2 separate regions of the Mus musculus genome follow, and region 2 is linked to region 1. The links are chromatin contacts, called in public capture Hi-C maps. All regions are on one chromosome and are shown on one strand. Each heading gives the region's core, a stretch centred on a gene start, on an enhancer-like site or on the middle of the called end of the contact. The rest is flanking DNA. Distances are from core to core; before and after follow the strand shown. Region 1 has its middle 17 kb from the start of Sf3b5. Region 2 overlaps Hivep2 (human immunodeficiency virus type I enhancer binding protein 2).

What was found. Capture Hi-C pulls out chosen DNA fragments and counts their contacts.
Region 2: a capture Hi-C map of embryonic stem cells shows a contact between it and region 1, with 5 times the contacts expected there. The contact joins two enhancer-like sites. A contact is called at or near these places in 1 of 484 Hi-C or Micro-C datasets (embryonic fibroblasts), 1 of 115 datasets of contacts at active chromatin or transcription factors (embryonic stem cells) and 1 of 9 other capture datasets (embryonic stem cells).

What each region holds. Positions count from the first base shown.
Region 1 is chr10:13,022,931-13,027,233 of GRCm38.p6, forward strand. No RefSeq gene overlaps it. Among named protein-coding and RNA genes, the nearest start is that of Sf3b5, 17 kb to the left of the region's middle. Within about 2 kb of position 1,986, at least 5 of the 459 cell types and tissues checked have an H3K27ac peak or open chromatin away from gene starts, as enhancers often do. A contact at or near this core is called in embryonic stem cells, where this site is marked.
Region 2 is chr10:14,016,178-14,020,480 of GRCm38.p6, forward strand. The region is part of intron 1 of Hivep2 (human immunodeficiency virus type I enhancer binding protein 2); the gene reads left to right. Among named protein-coding and RNA genes, the nearest start is that of Hivep2, 52 kb to the left of the region's middle. Within about 2 kb of position 1,839, at least 164 of the 459 cell types and tissues checked have an H3K27ac peak or open chromatin away from gene starts, as enhancers often do. A contact at or near this core is called in embryonic stem cells, where this site is marked.

The DNA of each region.
Region 1 (4,303 bases), core at 736-3,235:
AAGGCCTGGACCTAGGCCCCTGCACATATATAGCAGATGTACAGCTTTGTCTTCACGCAGGTCCCCAACACCTGCTTACCCTGGAGGTGGGGAACTTATCCTGCCTGTGGATCCTGTTCCCCTAACTGGTCTGCCTTGTCTGGCCTCAGGGGGAGAGGATGTGCCTAGTGCTTCAGTGACTTCAGGTGCCTGACTAGGTTGGTAACCAGCTCCCCTTTCTCAGAGGAGAAGGGAGGGGGGAGGGGACACTTGGAGGAGAGGGCGGGTCACTGGAGGTCACTGCAATCAGGATGTAAAGTGGACAAATAAATTAATGAATGGAAAAAAATTAAAACTCTAGGAGAGATGGCTCAGCAGTTAAGAACACTTGCTGCTCTAGCAGAAAGCTTTCATTCCTATCACCCACATGGCAGCTCACAACCATATTTATCCCCAGTCCCAGGGGATCAATCACACTTTTGCATCTCTGCAGACCCCGGATGTGTGTAGTACATAGATATACAGGCAGGGAAAACACTGGTTCATATAAAAAAATTTTAAACTCAAAAAATGTTTAGGAGACACTAAAAACAGGAGATAAAGGAGAGGGTAAGGCATATGGGAGAGAGCATGTTTAATGTAGCATAGGATTACATGCAATTGAGCCTTTGTATGTCATACGCAATACATGTACACAATGAAATTTACTTTAATAACCGAAGAATATGAGTGAATAAAGAAACAAATAGAAATATTAACTGAGTAAGTAAATTAAAAACGGAGATTTCAGGGGTGCAGCTGAGTGGAGTACTTACCCAGAATGCAAGAGGTTCTGAGTTAAAGGCTCAAGTGTTGCATAAACCAGGGGCTGTGGTATGCACCATCTACAATCCCAGCTCTTAATGAGAGTGTTGGGGTAAATGTCCAACCCAAATATGCCCCGGCAATGAAAACACAACACAGGTAATATGATTACATGCTGTGCGCCTAGATTGGGCAGATCTACCGCTCCACTACCATCTTCCACATCTATATGATCTCTTAGAACTTGTGGGTTTCTCCAGGCCACGTGCTTCTGCTCTGCTTTTCTTCTTCCTCCTCCTCCTCTGTGTCCTCTCCCTCTTCCATTTTCTCCTTCTTCTCTCTCTCTCCTCTACCTTCCCTTTATCTGCCCAATCAGCAGCTCTCCTTTATTTTACAAATTAAGGTGGGAAGCAGGTTTACAGGAAATCACCTGAGTGCTGACTCATTCCTTGTGCGCAGCCCCTACGGGAGAACTGAGTTAACATCAAGTATAATTAGCCCCAGGGCTAGCCACAACAGAGAGGAAGGAAAATCAGGAGTTCAAAGTTATCTTCAGCTCTCCTCAGAACTCAAGCCCACAAGTGCGTGTGGAGGGCCAGTGGGATGGCTCCTTTGCCAAAGGCATAAAACCTGATGACCTGAATTCAATTTCTGGGACCAACACATGGAACGAGAGAAGCGACTCCTGAAAACACTCTCTCTTACACACTAAATAATTACAGGACTGAACTTTTCTAAAATTAAATAAATACTTGTGATATGTGTGGGATGATAATGGTGAAGGAAGTATAGACAAATTTCCTAGAGCAGTGTTTCTCAACCTGTGGGACTTAGTCCTTTGTGTGTGGGGGATGATCAAATGACCTATTCACAGAGGTCAAATATCAAATATCCAGCTCATCAGATATTTACTTGATGCTTCATAACAGTAGCAAAACTGCAGTTAGGAAGTAGCAACGAAAAGAATGCTATGGTTAGGGGGCACCACAGCCTAAGGCTTAAACTGTCTTAAAGGGCTGCAGCGTTAATTAGTAAGGCCGAGAACACTGATGTAGATCCTGAACCCAGGAGTCGGCGTTCTAGAATCACCTTGGTATCTGGAACCATCATTGAGGAACTGTTCCCACCTGTAGCTGCCTGCTGCAATCAGCCAAGTGCTCTGGGTACCCCTGGTGACTGTGACTCCTCCCATCATGCAACACAAAGGAAAAAGGATGGTCCTCTCAGTAGACTCAAAGGAGAAAAATACAAAAGATGTAACAGCTCTCTGTACTCCCAGGTGTTTGTAAATGAGAAAATGACCCCATAAAGAGGTCTAAAACCAAAGCACAAAAAAACCCATGCTGAAAGAAGAGGTCATTTAAGATAACTCCTTTTTAAAGTGTGTGTGTGTGTGTGTGTGTGTGTGTGTGTGTGTGTGTGTGTGTGTGTGTGTGTGTGTCTGTGTCTGTGTCTGTCTGTGTCTGTGTCTGTGTCTGTGTCTGTGTCTGTGTCTGTGTCTGTGTCTGTGTCTGTGTCTGTGTCTGTGTCTGTGTCTGTGTCTGTCTGTGTCTGTGTCTGTGTTCAGGACAGAGGACAACTCAAGAGAGTTAAATCTCTCCTTCTGCAACATTACTCCACTGGATTGACTCAGGTTCTCAGACCCTGAAGCAGCTTTTTTTCTTGGGAGTAGGGGTGGGGGTGGCACCTCAATGACAACACTGGATGACAGGGGACAGGGGACAGGGTAGAGCTCTAGTTTGGTGGTGGAGCACTTGCCTGACAGACTCAAAGACCATGTTTGTATTGCACATCCAGCCAGCCATAATTACAAACAAACAAAACCCCAAGAAATATAAGTCAGTAGTGATCAATATATCAAGTCGATATAAAAACATGACCATCTTCCATATATATATCCCTAAATATACTCTTTTTTCCCTTTGATTTAAGTTTTATTGCATAATGATGAGAAAAGATACATAATTTCAATTTATCTGAATTTGTTAACATTTAAAAACATATTTTGAGTAAATAGACTTACATCACATTCTTCTTTCCCTTTTGTACCCCAACTCCTCCCAGAGAGCCCCCCATCAAAACCTGCAATACCTTATGTTTTTATCATATCTTTAAAATTTATAAAGTATTGTAACAATAAAAATGAGTATTATAAAAGTTGTTTGATAGAACACAACTGAACAGTCTTATGTAGATGTTTGTCTACAGCAATACTGAAAGTACATACGCTTTTCTCAGTATAAATTTTAAATAACTCAAAATATATTAACTGTATGATATTTTAAAATAATATATCACTATTACTTTTTTAAAGAACATAAATAGACAAAGTCTTTTTGTTTGTTTGTTTTGTTTTTAATAGAGCTTACAATCTAGTGGTACAAACACAAAATAAGAACAGTGTTTGGACACTGGAGTTCATTGTAATAAGGCTGGACTTGAATGTTCCTCTCATCACCAAAGGATTTTACCTCCATAGTAGCTAAGCTAAGAGTTGACAGTTCTGCTGCACCAAGGAATGAATTGTAGGCACGATTTTTGGATACAGATTTCCTGCTACTGTCAAAGCTACTTGACTTGAGTGATTGTCGTCATTCTCAGCCCACAGGGAACAGGTCACATTCATTTAAGGAATGGTGTGTGTAGTAAGATGGTCTATCCATGAAGCCATTCATCAACTGTTTCAGTGAGCAATGGTTCTGCTTGGAGGGTGGCACAGACGTTAGGTGAGGGCAAGATTCTGGTTCATTGGATGTGATGATTTTGAAAAGCATTCATCTCAGAATAAGAGTAATTTATAAAGTCATCTTCTTCAAAATTGATACAATAATTATCAATATCAAGCAAAGCCTTCAGTCTCACTCTTTACTGTTCTTTTACAAGCCACCTCCCAAATTAATTGTCTACATTTCTTTTGGCTGTATAAATAATTTTGAAATGTGTAAGCTGTTCTGAAAACCATAGTATAGTGTAAAAACATCAAATAAATAGTCCTACTAATAGAGAGGCTGAGATAGGAGAAGCATGATTTCAAGACCATTATATGGCACACAGCAAGACCCTGACATGTACAAATAAGCAGAAAGTGTATATGGATTGTACAATATTGGACCTATTTCTTCCATTGCCAAATTAGAGAGACCACGGGATGACAACTGACAAATTTCTAACTCCTCATATTTTTGAATTTCAATCAATTAGAATATGTTGTTAATATTAATTTTCATAGTAAGAGATATTAAGGAAAAGTGATTGTTGCTTCCTGTTAATTTTCTTGTTAGAGGTGGAATTATGTTTGTGTGGGTTTGTTGAAAGATTACTTTCTTGCTTCTCCTAGGGTGTAGTTTCACTCTTTGTATTGGTGTTTTCCATCTATTATCCTTTATAGGGCTGGATTTGTGGAAAGATACTATGTAAATTTGGTTTTATCATGGAATATCTTGTTTTCTCCGTCTATGGTAATTGAGAGTTTTGCTGGGCTGGCATTTGTGGTCTCTTAGGGTCTGTATAACATCTGCCC
Region 2 (4,303 bases), core at 589-3,088, 990 kb after region 1:
ATTTATAAAGTATTCTCATTTTGGAAAAGCAGATTGTGTCTCATCTTATTATTTTTTGTTTGTTTCTTAAATTTTCTTTATTGTTTATTAAAAAAAAAAAAACCAAACAGTGGAATTCTGTAAAAGGAGGACTTATCATGGCCTCACAGCTTATACAGATGCTAATGCTTGAGCTGTTTAGACCGCTGCAATATGGATGACTTAACCGGTAGAAGTGCACATGTGTTTCTCCCACATTGCTTAGTGATTCTCAACTAGGGGGCACCCGTGAACGTTTCCGGTTAGGTTCCTTAAACTAGGCCACATACTGTTGACACATATGCATAGGAGAGAAATTCGAGCACTCTGTGAAAAATCTTTGAACTAAAAATAATTTTCACCTGTATTTATAGCCCTGCTATCATACTTGAGGAAAGTGGTGAAGAGCTTACCAGTAGAGAAAGGTGTCACCTTTGCTGTTCCAGAGAAGTCAGATACTTCTAAAACAAAAGCCCGCAATGCTCTGTCAGAGTGACAGTCTTGTTGCTAAGAGCCCTTTGCTAGTCGTGTAGGCAGGGCAGCCAGTAACATCAGGTACTGAGATCAACTCTATCACAGATCCCTTCTGTGTGGCTGATAAATTTGCATGACAACAGTGGAAATCTGCATTATTCGGAGAATCGCCAAGTAAGGCTAACAAGGAGGAGGACATAGCAAGCAGGCGAGGTGTTCAAATCCTGAGGCTGAATTTTAGGGTCTGTGATAGCCAGTTTCCTTCATTGTTCGCCGTAGGAAACTTGGAGGGGAACATTTTTAGATATTCAGATAGAAAATATGTCAAAATCCAGCCTTTTCTGATCTGCAAGCTGCACATATGTTTGAGTAGGATGGGAAAGGAACAAATAACTTGAATTATTATTATAATTGTGATACACGTAAAAAGATATTTTTCTCCTCATAAAACAACAACAACAACAACAACAACCTAACAATCCAGGCTTTATGCCATCATTAATATTTTGTCACTTGCTTGGTTAAGATCTCATCATTTCTTATTTTCATGCACCCATTTGTTGAACAGTGGTCATGCTCATGAGCTATTAATCTTAATGAGCACATAAATGTTCCACATGTAGCAGGTGTATGTAACACACACCATAATTATTCCTATAAATGATCCAACCACTTCTGAACAATTATAACCGCAAAGACAGGGAGCAGAATGTCAGCTTCTGTGGTGTACCTTGTTATTAAGTTTTATTCCACTTAAAAGCATGTTTTCCAGAGACAAAAGATTCACAACTGCAGTTTGTACTATTTTCCTACCTTCAGTTGAGGAAACAGCCATGACTATGGATCTCCTGTGGCGACTATGTATCTCCTGTGGTGACTATGTATCTCCTGTGGTGACAATGTATCTCTGGACTGCTTGAGTCTAATGTTCTTAGGCCATGTGTGTTATAAGCAGAAATTGTGCTTTGAAAGTTGTGAGTAGAATTAACAATGCTGTGGCATTTTGTGAGATGGCTGGTTGGTACTGTTTGATGCTTAGAAAGAGATGCTAAAACTTACTAAACAGCTTGTTACGGTGGGAGCATGTTTAAAGCAACTATTCCTGGTTCTGTCTGTTGAACTTAAACTTCAGCCACTTACTGTGGCACATTGACTTCAGGTCTGTTGTAAGAAAGTCTAAATGTAGGCTGTTGAATAATCCCTTTGAGGGCCCTGTGACTATTTTTATGCCTGGATATGCGTCATCAGTGGGTATTTTCTCTGGTGACTCGCTTACATCAGGTCTCCTTCCATACATTCTCCCAGCGAGTGACTTATGATTGATGGGAGCCACGGCTGTTGTTTAGCTTTATCTGTGACCTCAGCGAGTGGACAACAGGAATTTCCAGGCTGTTAAATTCCCTGCATGCCTGAAGACAGGGGCTCACGGTGTTGATCAAGGCAGGTAGTGAGGGATATTATTCACCAGTGATGACGGGGGAGGGACAGAAGAAGAAGGGGGAGGGAGAAAGAGGGGAAGGGAGGGGAATTCCTTTTGTGAACAGCCGAATCCCTGGCTCAGCTCTTTCCTTAGCTCTTCGCTGTGGCTGCCTGTGGGGAAAGGTGCATTTCCGGACCGAGAAAGTGGATAGTTAGAACCCCCGCTGTGGGCAGCTGGGGGAGGAGGGTGGCAACTCTGGGTTGGATAGAGCTGCATAGGATTCTAATTAGTTAAGAGGTTGCCTTTCATATCTGCTGGAAAGATCCATGAGCAGCTGAATTGTTGTTGCTGTTGTTAGCCATGAATAAGAGCAGAGGTTCTAAATTTTAAGATGTTGAGTAGGCACAGTGATAAGAATTTTGTGTTTGAGTTTAGTTGGCTATCCATGTAGCACTGATTTTATTTTTTAACCTGCACCTTATTTTGACAAGCTATGGAGACCTGTGCATTTGTGTATATGTGTGGAGATGAATTATAACTAACACACAGGAATTTTTAATTTGCTTCCTTTCCCACTTTTTTTTTTCTTTCGAACGAATGTAAGATTACTAAACTGTAGCCAGATTGGCCCCAATATCTAAAACGCTGTGTGTGCTCTCCCCCAAATGGTCTGTCTGTCTGTCTCCACACCACTTCTTTCCTCCTCTTTATCTTCCTGTCTTTATCATTTCCTCCTGCTACTTGTTTGCAGAAGTGATTCCCAATTTCCTGTGGCGTGAAGGAAGGCGGGGCTTAAGCAGGTGGGTGGGGGTCACATGTGAGGCAGGGCACACTAGGCTGCCTCTGTGGGTGGCGATCTTTCTGGTGATGATTTTGGTTTCTTTAAATGCCAATTAGACAAAATGTAAACACTCTTTTTACTGAAATGCAATTATAACATTTACTCATTTAGGTAGAATTACTTTTCTGGTCTTTTAAGACGATTTCCACTATGAAAAGAAATTACTGATTTTGCTTACCAATTTTGTTATTTCCCCCACACACCCCTTCCAAAATCAGGGCATTTTCTCTTAATGTAGCATTACCAGTCTTACTGCAACAACTTTCTTGATAGTTTGCTTCCTAGGAACCAAATTAGGAGATAATCTCTGCCTCTGGTACCCTGAGAAAGAAGTGTGGGGTGAAGAAACTGTCTGGAAGTATTTTATTCATAGCTCTTTGGTTTCATTCTGTTCCATGAAGTGGGCATGGGACATTTTGTAATTATTTTTGTCTCTTCCTTTCACATGAGCCTTCCTAATGGCAAAAACCTATCACCTGCCAAGTCATGTTGTTTCAGTTTTGGTCATTTAAAATTCGAATGACTGTAGGAGAAAGAAAGAGAGGCAGGTGCCAGGCAAAGCTCACCTACCCAAACCCTTTCCTTTCCCTTTGAGAACTCGCTCCTTGGAGAAGCAGGGTGACTCACAAGCAAGCAATTTATCGCTTGAAACTTGTGAGAGATTGAAATTCAGAGCTAGGGGTTTTGAGTCATTGGTAATCGAATAAATTAAGCTTCCTTAATGCATCTGATTAGAAAGAAATCACTTAAACATGGGTGAAGCCCTCTTGGTTGATTCCATTGAAGTATCTCCCAGGTGTCACTGGCAACTCGATTTGCTTTTTGAGGAGTGACAGTGTGTGGAAAGATCCATCTGAGGGGTAGGATGCGTCTATTCTCCTGTGCTCTGTGGTGTAGGGGGTGTCCTAAGGAGGTATACAGTTCTCCCTTTCTTCAAAATGAATGTATGCTTTTATGTGGAGGAGTGGGAGCGCAGAACCAAACACGGAGGAGGGCTATGCATTTTTCATTAAAAATACATTTCACAGAAGAATATAATTTGTGTGGGAGGGAATAGCTGCTTGTCCCTTGATTGCATTGTGCTTATGCCATATAAGAACTAGTTGAGTTTCGGCAGGATATCCTCGTTTTTTGTAATCTGATGACGGCTTCTATTTGGAAAAGAGAATATAATTTTGAGGCTGCATGCTGATGGGTAAGAGTAATTGTTCTCTTTTTGGCAGAGCTTAGCATGGAATCTGCTTTGGCATTTTTATAACTATATATGTAGCTCTATCCTTCCTCCTCAGCCCCGCTTTCCCTCTCCCTGGAGGATGATTTCTGTAATCCTCAGTACTGTGACACTCTAAAGGTGTGATGGTATGCGTTTGATGAGCAAACCTAAGTTAGAGCAAGAGCTTGGCTGCAAATGGCCTTTCTGCTAAAGCAGATAGATCCCGAACCCAACCATGAGTGGATTCCATTGTGTACTTGGTTTCTATGGAGACAGTTTCATTGCTTGTCGTCGCTCAGTCTGAGTATAGGGTAAGTGACTGTTTTATCAGCTTGGG